Linked DNA regions of Delphinus delphis: region 2 is linked to region 1. Evidence: chromatin contacts called from public Hi-C data. All regions are on one chromosome and are shown on one strand. The core of a region is the stretch at or near the end of the contact, and the rest is flanking DNA. Distances in the headings are between cores, read along the strand shown.

Region 1 (6,227 bases), core at 2,471-4,970:
GACATCTCCTGGGTCCATCCTCCCTGTCTAGCTGAGCCCCAACTTGCCCATCTGGAAAATGGGGCTATAAAACTCCACCTCCTAGGGCTGATACAAGGATATCCTTTAGGAAGATAATTAACAAGTAACTCTGCCAGGACTTCACTGGTGGTCCAGTGGTTTAGACTCTGAGCTTCCACTGCAGGGGGCACGGGTTCGATCCCTGTTCAGGGAACTAAGATCCCGCATGCCACACCGCGTGGCCAGCAAAAAAATATATAAACAAAACACAGCATCTTCCATATAAGGGGCAGGTTGGTCTGGGCCCACCTGAACCACTGCGTCTGGTCCGAGCCACCACTGACCTCACTGGTCTCTCTGCTTCTGCCCTTGACCCACGTGGCCTTAATCAGACCCTCTCCTTCCTTAAAATCTTCCAATGGCTTCCCCATATCAAGAGCAAAAGCCGAAGAGACTGGCTAAAGTGATGGTCATTGAGTATAAGCTGGAAAGAGGAGCCACCTTGGCTAAGGTCAGACCAAGGGCCCACCATAGTGGTTCTCAAAGTGTGTCCCTGGAACAGCAGCAGCAGCTCCCGGGAACTTGTTAGCAATGTCCATTTCTGGGCCCCACCTCAGACCTACTGCTGAGAAACAGAGGGAGGGGCCCAGGAGTCTGCATTTTAATAAGCTCCCAGGAGAGTCTGACATACACTGTGGGGCTAGAGAACAACTGGCCCCAGGGCCTTTGCACCGGCTCTCCCCTCTGCCTGGAAGCTCTCTCCCCAGGTTATCTGCGTGGCTCTCACTGTCCCCTCGTTCCAGTCTTTGCTCAATTGGACCTTCTCATTTGCAACTCTCCTGATCACCCCAATGGCCACCCCATTCTGTTCCCCTTCTGTTTTCCTCCACAGCACAGATCACCAACTGACATCAATGGCATTTCACTTGTTATGTTTAATAATCAACATAAGCAACCTGAGGGCAGGTGGCTTGCAGTTTTGGTCACAGCTGTGTCCCTGGTGGTGCTCCTGGCACATTCAATAAATATCTGTGGAGTACCAGCTTCTCCCAGCCTCCCATCTCCCTCCAGTCCGTCCTCCATGTGGCCCCAGAGGATCTTCCTACACGCAGAGCTGACCCTGCCCTTCCCCGGCTCACAGCCCTGCTCCTTCAGGACAGAGTGTCAAGTCTCCCTGACTCCCAGCTGAACCCTGGATGTCCCCCAGGCCCCTCGCAGTCATTACATCCTCGCCCAGCTGGCCATCTGCCCCCACCCCTGCTCTTCCTCCCAGGCTCCCGGTCTCAGGGATGACCCACTGCCCCCTCAGGCATGGAGGCAGACCCTGGACACGGCCCCTAATCCTCCTCTTCCCCTTTTCCTGAACAGCTCATCAGATCCAAGCCCCATCCCTCCTGCCCTTGACTCTCTCTACCCGATTCCCTCTTCTCCACCTTCACAATCCCCACCCCAGCTCTGGCCTCCTTCACAGCAGCCTCCACCCAGGCCTCCCAGCCTCCACTCTCTCCCCTGCTCCAGTCGGTCCCACACACAGCCCTCGCCAGGGTCTTCTACACTCAGAGCTGGACTTGTTTCTGCTCTTTTCAAAACCTTGTGTGACAAGTTGGCCTAAACCGGGGAGAACAGGCATCTCCTGGAATCTTCCTCCCTCCTCCCCAGTCAGCTCTGAGTTCCTCAGCTCTCCCTTTGGGGGTGGGGGATCCGCAGCTGAAGTCTTCTCCATGCTGGACCCCCCGGGAGCCCCCTGGATAGATGGGAACCGCCTCACGTTTAGGGATCTTTGTCAAAGAAGCTCCGTGGCAAGAGCAGGAAGCGAAAGAAGTAACAGCTAAGATGCAGAAATAAGTGCAGAGCCCCCAGACCACTGACGTGGCCAGTTTATGCTGCAAAGCAGCGAGCGCTCCCACCCCCAGTCTCCAGCACACTGCGGGCATGGGGGTGGGGGTGGGGGATCCTGTGTCACGTGACCACGGTGGCCTGCTGCAATCACTGCTCATGCTGCCCTTCGGCCGCAAGGGTCGCCCCAGCCCTGAGGTCCCTCCCCACCGGCACATGCATGTGTTTCTCTAGAGTGTGTGTCTCACCCACCCCAAGGCTGTCACGTGTGCCTGTCTCCCTTCACAGCTGTCACCTGAATCATCCTCTCTCTCCCTGTTCCTACCTGTCTTCCGGCCCCCTAATAGCCTCACATGTCAAAAATGTGGAATTACTTTGTTAACTGTAGGGAATATGTGTGTTTTATCCTAGAGGAAGATCTCTTCCCTGAAGTCTGTCTCACTGGGGGAGCCCTGCCTCTCACTGAGCTCTGAGGCCACCCTGGGAGGCAAGGAGATTGTCCCATCTCTCAGATGGGTAAGTTGAGGCCCGGGGGGGCGGGGGAGCCATGATGCATCCAGAATCTCATAGCCAGGAAGAGGGCAAGCCACACAGTGAGGTCAGAACGCACATCTCCCTGATCCCAGCTGGCTTGAGACTCTAAGTTACTTCTGCACTGTCTCCACCAGCCCCTGCCCATCTCCTCTCCCCGACAAGGCTGCCCAGCTCCCTCAGCTTCCAAGCGTCACCTCCTGCGAGATCGCTGTCAAGTTCTGGGCTTTCCCCGCACAAACATCCATCTCCTGGGGGCTCCAAGCCCGCATCTCCCGCCGCTGCCGGCCCCGCCCCACTCACCCTGGGCGGCGGCCACCTCCTGCAGGGAGTGGGTCATCTGGGTGAAGGCGTCGTGCAGATGGCTCCTTTCCTCGTAGTCTGGAGGTCGGAGGCAGGAGCTGGGGTGAAGCGGTTCCCCAACACCACATCCCCAAAGTGGACCTTCCTCTGCCTCTCTCTGAGCCTCTGGCCTCCGCAAAGCCTCTGTCCTCCCGTCTCTGAGCCTCTGGCCCCCGCAAAGCCTCTGTCCTCCCGTCTCTGAGCCTCTGGCCCCCGCAAAGCCTCTGTCCTCCCGTCTCTGAGCCTCTGGCCCCCGCAAAGCCTCTGTCCTCCCGTCTCTGAGCCTCTGGCCCCCGCAAAGCCTCTGTCCTCCCGTCTCTGAGCCTCTGGCCCCCGCAAAGCCTCTGTCCTCCCGTCTCTGAGTCTCTGGCCCCCGCAAAGCCTCTGTCCTCCCATCTCTGGCCCCCGCAAAGCCTCTGTCCTCCCGTCTCTGAGCCTCTGGCCCCCGCAAAGCCTCTGTCCTCCCGTCTCTGAGCCTCTGGCCCCCGCAAAGCCTCTGTCCTCCCGTCTCTGAGCCTCTGGCCCCCGCAAAGCCTCTGTCCTCCCGCCTCTGAGCCTCTGGCCCCCGCAAAGCCTCTGTCCTCCCGTCTCTGAGCCTCTGGCCCCCGCAAAGCCTCTGTCCTCCCGTCTCTGGCCCCTGCAAAGCCTCTGTCCTCCCGTCTCTGAGTCTCTGGCCCCCGCAAAGTCTCCATCCTCCCGTCTCTGAACCTTTGTTCCCCTCAGTCTCTCCAGGCCTCTCTGGTCCCTCCCTCCACATGCCCCCCTCGGGGCCCTGGAGGATGTGGGGTGTCTCCTCACTGATTTCAGTGTCCTGGAGGCCCTTAAAGGCATCTGTTAAGGCCTCCTCACACTTCTCGAGGTCGGGGCTCTCCAGGCCGACGAAGATCTGGCAGATTTGGAGGCGCTCCTTGTAAGACGTGAAGCAGAGGAGACAGGCCCAGGCGGAGGCCCGGAAGACCGTGAGGGCCACCAGGGCGGACGGCACAGCGCTCCCTGCGGCCAGAAGGGCCATAGCGGAGGGTCTCAGCCTGTGGAGAAGCTGGAGACTTTTGTGAGGTCACAGTGGTGTGGGGGAGGGGCTCAAGATACAGGGTCAGAGGTCAGGTTGCAGTCTCCAGTCCAATGTCAGGTTCCAGGGTTTTCAGGGAGGAAGGGTGTGTCGGGTCAGGGGTCAGGGGTCGGACCCCAGGCTGATGGCTGGGCCGGATGCCAGGCTCCCAAGAACCTCACCTGTGACCCTGGACGTCCTCACAGGTTAAAGGGTCTCAGGGACCCAGAGGCCGGCAGTACGGTGTGCGGGGGCCCGCCAAGCCCTGGGGTGTGGTAGTGGGGTGCAGCAGAAATGGACATGGCACAGAGACACCGTGAGGGCCCGAAAGACAGAAACCAAGCCATGGAGAGACATGGGGAGCGTCAGAGACCCAGAAAGCACCATAAGAGACAGATGGAGACAGGGTCTCAGAGGTCACTGTGCAGAGACCCAGCGGAGATGGAGAGACAGAGAGGAAGCAAAACAGAGATATCTTGATGGGAGAGAAACTCTTTGAGGGAAGGGGCAGGAAGGAATGTAGGGACGAGGACACAAGGAACAGCCCAGCCTCTCCTCCCACGATCCCTGCGGCAGCCCCTCTCCCCAGCCTGGCGGGGTGGGGCAGGGGACCGGGGTCAGGGGTCCCCGCCGGGCCGTCCCGTGCAGGGCGCAGCCTGGGGAAAGCTAGGAGGCCGTATAGTGATCTCCGTGGGTGTCCTCCTCAACTATACAACCTCCTACCTCAGCCCGGGGGGCGCGGCAGGTGGACAGACAGACGGATGGACTGGACGGACAGACGGGGGCCAGGGAGGGCGGGGAGGGCCGGGGAGGCCCCAGCCGCGATGGTGAGCCCCCGACACGGACCCACAGACACGAGCTTGTGTGCGGCGAAGGCCCCGCAAGGTCGGTTCTACGGGTGGGTGCCAGGACCCAGGAATGCGGGCCCCCGGCCCCCTCCTCCCCAAGGAACCCAGGAGTCAGCCCCTCGGCCCCTTCCTCACCAGGGACCCAAGAGTTCAGGCCCCAGGCCCCTTCCTCCCCACAGGTCCCCGCAATCCAGGCCCCCTAGCCTCCTCTCCTCCCCCAGATTCAGAAGTCCAAGTCCACAGCCCCCTTCTCCACTGGGGACCCAGGAAGCCAGGCCCCCCAGCCCCCTCCCTCAGACCTGGGAGTCCGGCCAGGCCTGCCTCCTTGGAGAAGACACAGCCTGGCTTCCTGGATCCCGGGTCAGAGGGAACCTCACCTGTTTTGGAGTTTGGTCCCTTGGACAAGACAGTTCCCTACCTACCTGTCTGATTCAGAAATCCAGGACCGGTGTGGAGACCGTCCACGGGATACAAAGCCGTCATGCCTTTCTGGGTAATTTTTCCCCTCTCTCCTCCCTTCCTTTGGCCTCTCATCACGCACAACACTGACAGCTAGGATCCCTGAGCGCTGATACCGCCCCAGGCCTCTGTCATGTGGCAGGCAGGGGCTCAAGGTGCCATCAGCACCCCCATTTTGCAGGTGGGAAGGCTGAGCCCCAGTCAGCTGGTGAGTGGGAGGGGCCAGGCCCGCAAGGTGGCGGGACCAGCACCCACGCTTCCCCACCCCTGGGCTGAGTCTGTGCACCCGAGAGCCTCCGCCTCTGTCCAGCGCTCGTCTGTCTTGCTCTCACTGTCTCCGGCTCCATCTCCATCTTTCTGGTTCTCTCTCCCCATCCTGCCGTGTTGCCGCTGGCTCAGTCTCCGTCTTACCTGGTCTCCATTTCCTCCAGCCTCTGCACGCTTCTCCCCGCTCTGCGTTGCCCACCCTCCCCCTCAGCTCGGCCTTCTCCTTGCTCAGTCCTCTCTCTCTCCTCTCCCCGCCTCCTGGTTCTCTCTCCTTTCTCTTTTCTCTTTCTTTTCCTTTCCCTTCTGTCTTTCACCCTCCTCTTCTCCCTGCCACCCCGTCTTTGTCCCCCTCCTTCTCTCTCTCCCTCAATTTCCCTGTCTCACTCTCCTCTCCCCCTTTTTCCTGTTTGCCTCCCTCTCGCTGCCCGCCTTCTCTCCATCCCTCTGTCTCCTTCGCTCCCCTCTGTCTCTGTCTCTCTCCTTTTCTCTCTCCCTTTCTCCCTCCCTCCCTCCCTCCTAGGTCTCTCTCCTTCCTTCCCTCCCTCCCCTTCTCTCTCTCTCTCTCTCCCTTTCTCCTTCCCTCTCTCCCTCCCCCTCGCAGCAGCTCGGAGCCAGGTCTGGAGCTGGGGTGGCTGGAGAAGGGGCCCAGGGCCGGGGTAGCGACCTACTGAGGAGGGGGAGGAGAGGCGGGAAGGGGGCGGAGGCGGCAAGGGGGGAGGAAGGGGCCAGAGACGGGTCTACGGTCCCAGCTCTCATTCCCCTTCCCTCCTTCCCAACCTCCCAGACCCTCAGGCGGGGGCGAGAGTCAGGCCAAGGTGGGGAGGAAGGGGAAGGGAGGAGGCTGCCCCCGCCGCCCCCCCACCCAACAACCTGGCCCAGAGCCCAGGCCTGGGTTC
Region 2 (6,227 bases), core at 1,273-3,772, 160 kb after region 1:
GAGATCTTGAGTGAGTTACTTCCTGTCTCTGATCTTCAGTTTCCTCATGTGGACGATCGAAATAGTAAGAGCTTGGTGTAGTGGTTGGGGGCCTGGGGTCTAGAGCCCAAGGCCCTGGGTTCAGCTCCCAGCCTGGCCAGTCGCTGGCTCTGAGAGGACCTTTGGCAGGTTCCTATTCTCTGAGCTTGGCTTTCTTCCTCCATCAGGTGGAGTTAGTGATAATACCCATCTTCTGGTTGTGTGTCATGGCATGACAGACCTCTCCACAACCTGGTGGCTTAAACCAAAACTCATTTTGCTTGTAAATCTGAAATTTGGGCAGGGCTTGGCGAGGACAGCTTGCCTCTGCTCCATGTAGCATCAGTCTGGGTGGCTCAAATGGCGTGTCCAAGATGCCTCAGTCATGTGCCTGGCAAGCTGGCTGGGGATGTTGACTTGAGCTGGCTGTTGGCCAGGGACCATGATTCCTCTCCATTGGGATGATTGAGCTTCCTCACATCATGGCAGCTGCGTCCCAGCGGGAGTATTCTATAATGTGGGAAGTGGAGTATGCCAGTCTCTCAAGGCCTAGATGCAGAAACTAGCACAGGGCCACTTGTGCTGTACTCTCTTGCTCTGACAGTCACAGAGCCTACCTAGATCCAAGGGAGGGGGAGATAGACCCTATTTCTTAGTAGGAGGAGGGTTGGATTTGTAACTTTTTTTTTTTTTTTTTTATCGGAGCCTGTGCTCAGCGGCCATGGCTCACGGGCCCAGCCGCTCCGCGGCATGTGGGACCTTCCCGGACCGGGGCACGAACCCGTGTCCCCTGCATTGGCAGGCGGACTCTCAACCACTGCGCCACCAGGGAAACCCTGTAACCATTTTAAAGCTACAAAACCTACCCCATGGGGTTTTTTTTGTTTTTTTTAAAAATATCTATTTATTTGTTTGGCTGCGCAGGTCTTAGTTGTGGCTCACGGGATCTAGTTCCCTGACCAGGGATCGAACCTGGGCCCCCTGCACTGGGGGCGCGGAGTCAACCACTGGACCACCAGGGAAGTCCTCCCATGGGGTTTTGAAGGGTAATTAATGTAGCATTTTCACAACCATATCCGACATGCAGAAAATGCTTACTCTGTATTTTAACCATTATTAGCATGGGGTGGTAGGGAAAGCTTTCAGGAGGAGTGAGCAGCCTGACCATTGTGGACCAAGCTCTTCCCTCTGGCTGTGCAACCTCCGGCAGGTCCCATGATGTCTCTGAGCCTAGTATCCTTGTTTGTAAACACCCAGCTCAGAGCATTCGGAAGGGGAATGCTTCCCCTTCCTAATGCCCGGGAAGGGGAAGAATTTCGCGCAGTTCCTGGACCACAGCAAATGGGTAATTATTATTTTGGTTCTTGATAAGGTGAGACTTGAAGGACAAGTTGTGGTTAAGCCAGGTTGGAGGGGGTGGGGGAGTGAGCCAGAGCTTTCAGGCAAAGGAAACTGTCCCGGCCAAGGCTGGGAGGGGAGAGAGGGCCTAAGAATGGCAGGGTGTTCAAAGAGGAAGTGCTGGAGGGGGAAAGGAGTGGGTGGGTCTGGGCCACGCAGGGCCTGGAAGTTCTGATGAGGAACTTGGTTGTCTTCCAAGGCCAGGTGCTGGGGAGCCACAGGAGGGCTGTGAGGGAGGGGGCCACTCGGGGGGGTAGAAAGACTCAAGGACCATCTGGGGGGCCACGGACTGGAGGGAGGAGGCTAGGCAAGCGGACGGAGGAAGTCAAGGCCTGTGCTGGGGTCTGGCTGGTAGAAAGAAAGGGATGGAGCAGAGAGATTCAGGGGGCAGGAGGGGTGGGATCCAGAGACTGACAGCCGTGAGGGGAAGGAACAAGGGAGGAAGGCTCCCAGCATCCCTCTAGATGGCGGCGCCACACTGGAGATGGAGAGTGCAGGAGGGTGGGGTTAGAGGGAAGACTCTACGTTTAGTGGGACATGGGGCATGTTAAGACCTGGGGGTTGAGGAGACACAGTTCCGGCTCTCAGGAGAGAGAACTGGGTGGAAGATAACCCTTTGAGACTCGGCCCTGAGGGCAACAGGGGACCATGGAGAGCAGAGGGGGAGCAGGGTCAGACATGGGTATTTGAAGATGTAGGCAGGACAGAGTGGACCAGACGCCAGGAGGCTGGGGGCGGGGTGCTCTCTCAAAGGGCACCTGACCCTCCTCCAGGAAGTCTTCCTGACGTCACCCCCCCACCCCCCTCCACAAATTTGTTACTAAGTTTCCAGCTGGGACTCCAGTCTCACCGTCTGCCCCCAGGGTGTGGGGAGTGCAGGGGTTACGCTGGGCCTCCCCTCAGTCGGGACTAGCTGATGAGGACAAGTGGGGTGGGGTGGGTGTCTCAGTCATATTATCTGGGTGGGGGATCCTGGCACCTCCCACTGGATCTGGCTCCCTTCCCCGCCCAGGAAGCTATCCGTCCTGTTGGACTCGTCTAGCCCGGGAGGAATGGGTGCAGGCCCTGGGTCTTGCCCCGGTTTCCTCGCGGGTGCAGCTGGCACCATGGGCACCTCACGGGCTCTGCTACTCTTCCTGCTGCTGGGTAAGCCCCCCACCCAGCCCCTTGCCCACCATTTCCCTTTTCTGCAGCCCAACAACTCCCTCCCTTCTTTTTCCTCTGCAGCCTCGGGAGTAAGGGTCCTCGCCTTCAAAGCCTCTTCAGGAATTCAGAGAACCAATCTCTCCTCGGACTCAGAAAGATCTTCCCAGGGCCCGGGTTTGAAAGTTCCCTCCATCAAACCCCCCAGCTGGAAATTTCCAGATCAGTCTCCAGGTTCAAAAGCTGATATCCCTCATTCTGAACGGTCTCCTGAGGTGCTGAATTTGAAGGACGTGCCCGGGTCCTTCCGGTCCACTGTTTCTGCTGAGGGCAAAAAGCTGAAGCTGGACCCCTTCTCTGGAAAACCTGGTTCCAAAGTAGTTCCTCATGCCTCGGGTTCTCGAGTTCCTGCCCCAAACCCGGAGCCTTCCTCCTCTGTTAAGACCCCAGCTTCCAACAGGCAAGTCCCCAATACGAACATCTCTGTGGAGACCCCAGTTTCAAAATTCTCCCCTGAGGATGCGGATCCCAAAGTTGCCTCAAGCTTATCCCCGCAAGTGGGGGGCCCTCTTGCGGTGCTGGTGGGGACCACAATCCAGCTGCCTCTGCTTCCAGTTCCTGGCCTTGGTCCCCCTTCCCCTCTGGTGGTTTGGCGCCAAGGTTCCAAGGTGCTGGCAGCTGGGGCCCTGGGGCCAGGGTCCCCTCTCATCAGCCTGGACCCCACGTACAAAGGCCGCCTACGATTTAACCAGACCCAAGCGAGTCTGGAACTCTCCTCTGCCCAGCTAGAGGATGCTGGGGTCTACACAGCTGAGGTCATCCGGGCCGGGATCTCCCGGCAGATGTGGGAGTTCATTGTGCGTGTATATGGTAAGTGGGCCCTGAGGTCCAGAGTGCTGGCTGCAGGGGCTGCTGTGGGCAAATTACTGCTCTTCTGAGGATGTGTTTCCTGCCCCAGAGGAAGGGGTTCCTAGACAGGGGAGAGAGGACTTCTGGGCTGGAGGGAGGGAGAAGAGGAGCTGGGGGTCAAGACAGGTGCTTGAGGGAAATTGGACCTGGGGACCAAAACTCCTGGGAGCCCGGACTCCCAAGTCCCAGAGAGGGGAGAGCTGGGGACTCAGACTCATGGGTCTGTGAGAAGAAGAGGACTCTTGGGGCTAAGAGGAGGGCTAAGAGGGGGCCTCGGCTGGGGCGAAGTCCTGGGTGTAAGAGGTGGAGGGGGCTGGGGCTCCCTGGTCCTAAGGGACGAGGGGGCTGAGAACCGAGTCCTGAGTCCGTTCCCCCTCTCCCAGAGCCCGTGTCCAACGTGTCGGTGAAGCCTGAGGCCCCGGAAACCGAGGAGGGGGCGGCGGAGCTCCGGCTGCGCTGTGTGGGGTGGAGGCCGGGTCGCGGGGAGCTGAGCTGGACCCGGGACGGACGCGTCCTGGAGGCAGGGGACCCTGCGGGAGTGAAGCCACCCCGGATCCGCGTAGAGGGCGACCAGCTGCTCATCGCGCGCCCTACGCGCAGCGACCACGCCCGGTACACCTGCCGCGTCCACAGCCCCTTCGGCCACGCGGAGGCCGCGACCAACGTCAGTGTTTTCTGTGAGTGCGGCGGTACCTCCGGTCGGGGACAGGGATCTGAGGGCTCAGGCTCCTGGAGTCCCTGGGGAGGAGAGGGCTGGAGGTCCAGTCTCCGGAAATCCTGGAGGAGTCCCAGTTGACCCCGACTCTCGCGGTTCCGACCCCCTTCCTCCGCCTAGACGGCCCGGATCTGCCGGTCATCACTGTCTCCTCCGACCGCGACGCCGACCCCGCCCTCTTTGTCACCGTGGGCAGCAACGTGACCCTGCACTGCACCGCCGCCTCGCGGCCACCGGCCGACATCACATGGAGCCTGGCCGACCCGGCCGAGGCCGCGGTGCCCGCCGGCCCGCGCCTCCTTCTGCCCTCGGTCCGGATCGGCCACGGCGGCGCCTATGCCTGTCTCGCTGCGAACCCGCGCACCGATCACCGCCGCCGCTCGCTGCTCAGACTCCTTGTGGCGGGTGAGAGCCGCGGGGTGGATGGAGGGGCGGGGCCAGCCAGGAAAGGCGGAGATGCCCGGGAGAACGGGCGGAACCAGCAAGGGGCTGGGATACCCGGGGGGGGATGGGCGGGGGGAAAGAGCATGGTGGGGCGTGACCGGCAGGGAGGGGCGGAGATCCCAGTAGAAGGAACGGGGGGGGGATGCACAAGAGAAGGGGAGGAGCAAGGATGCCCAGGAGAGGGGGCAGGGCCAGCACCGAGAGGGCGGAGCTTCCTGGGGATGAAGGAGTAGTCAAGGAAAGGGACTAAGTTGCTTGGGCCAGTAAGTGGGATCAGCAAGAGAAAGAAGTTACCTGGGAAAGGGGGCAGGGTCACGAGAGAAAGGGGTGGAATCATTCTAGATGTCCAGAAAAGGGGAGGGTTCAGTAGGAAGAGGCGACTCGTGGAGTAATCAAAGAGGGGGGCCAGGGCTTCCCTGGTGGCGCAGTGGTTGAGAGTCCGCCTGCCGATGCAGGGGACACGGGTTCGTGCCCTGGTCCGGGAAGATCCCACATGCCACGGAGCGGCTGGGCCCGTGAGCCATGGCCGCTGAGCCTGTGCGTCCGGAGCCTGTGCTCCGCAACGGGAGAGGCCACAACAGTGAGAGGCCCGCGTACCGCAAAAAAAAAAAAAAAGAGGGGGGCCAAAGTAACCTAGTAGAAGGGGTGGAGCTAGAGAAAAGGTCGGGGTTACGTTTGGAAGGACAGGGATCAGTGTGGGAGGATGAAGTTTCCTTCGGAAAGGGGGGCAGTCAGTGGGGCTGCGACTGCCCACTTAGCCCAGGAGTTGCCGGGGAAAGGGAGCGGGGTCTGCAAGAGAACGGGGCAGGGTCAGTGCCTACAGGGCGGGGCCAGGTGAAGAAGGAGTGCAGTGAACGCGCGAGAGGCGGGGCTCGAGGGGAGCTGGGAGAGAGCTGACTGACCCCTTGAGCTCTCCCTCCCCTCTACAGATCTGCCCCCCGGGTCCCCACAGTGCTCAGTCGAAGGGGGTCCTGGGGATCGCGTCCTCCTCTTCCGCTGCTCGTGGCCCGGCGGGGTCCCTGCCGCCTCCCTGCAGTTCCAGGGTCTCCCCAAAGGCGTCCAGGCGGAACCGGTGTCCTCGGTGCTCCTGGAGGCTGTCCCCGCCCACCCCCGGCTCAGCGGCGTCCCCGTCACCTGCCTTGCTCGCCACCTGATGACCACGCGTACCTGCACTGTCACCCCGGGTGAGAGCTTCTTTCCTGTTTCCCGAGGAGGAGGGGCTATTTCTTTGCTCCATTAGAACCTGAGAAAAGGGGACTTCCCAACTACAGGAAGAGAGATTTCCTCTATCTAACCCTACAGAAGGTCGGAGGTTTTCCTATACCTAAAGTAGGGGCGGGGCCAAAATTTCTTTCCTGGACGGAGAGGGCTGACACTTTCCCACGTGTTCAGAGCAATACATGGTTGAGAATAATATGAGTTTCCCAGGCCAGGACCTGGCCTGTCTCACGTACTTCCTAAGTCCTTGTTAAGGAAATCAGATGAATGAATGAGGGAGGGAGTGAAAGGGCAGATCTTCCTCTTTTGGCTAAGGTGCCCTATTAGATTCATCAAAGGGCACAGGACCTGTTCTCTTCCTTGATTGGGTTTGTTCCACCCA

What was found. Hi-C and Micro-C count contacts between places; a contact is called where the count stands out from the background.
Region 2: a Hi-C map of muscle shows a contact between it and region 1, with 2.1 times the contacts expected there. The contact joins the promoter of VSIG10L here to the promoter of SPACA6 in region 1. A contact is called at or near these places in 2 of 3 Hi-C or Micro-C datasets (lung and muscle).

The regions. Positions count from the first base shown.
Region 1 is chr20:5,940,548-5,946,774 of mDelDel1.2, forward strand. SPACA6 (sperm acrosome associated 6) reads right to left here and starts at 3,721. Exons shown (of 9, transcript XM_060000613.2): 1 at 3,508-3,721; 2 at 2,671-2,748. The coding sequence starts at 3,721.
Region 2 is chr20:6,102,438-6,108,664 of mDelDel1.2, forward strand. It overlaps VSIG10L (V-set and immunoglobulin domain containing 10 like), which reads left to right and starts at 2,523. Exons shown (of 10, transcript XM_060000617.1): 1 at 2,523-2,562; 2 at 2,644-3,429; 3 at 3,852-4,145; 4 at 4,304-4,588; 5 at 5,557-5,811. The coding sequence starts at 2,523.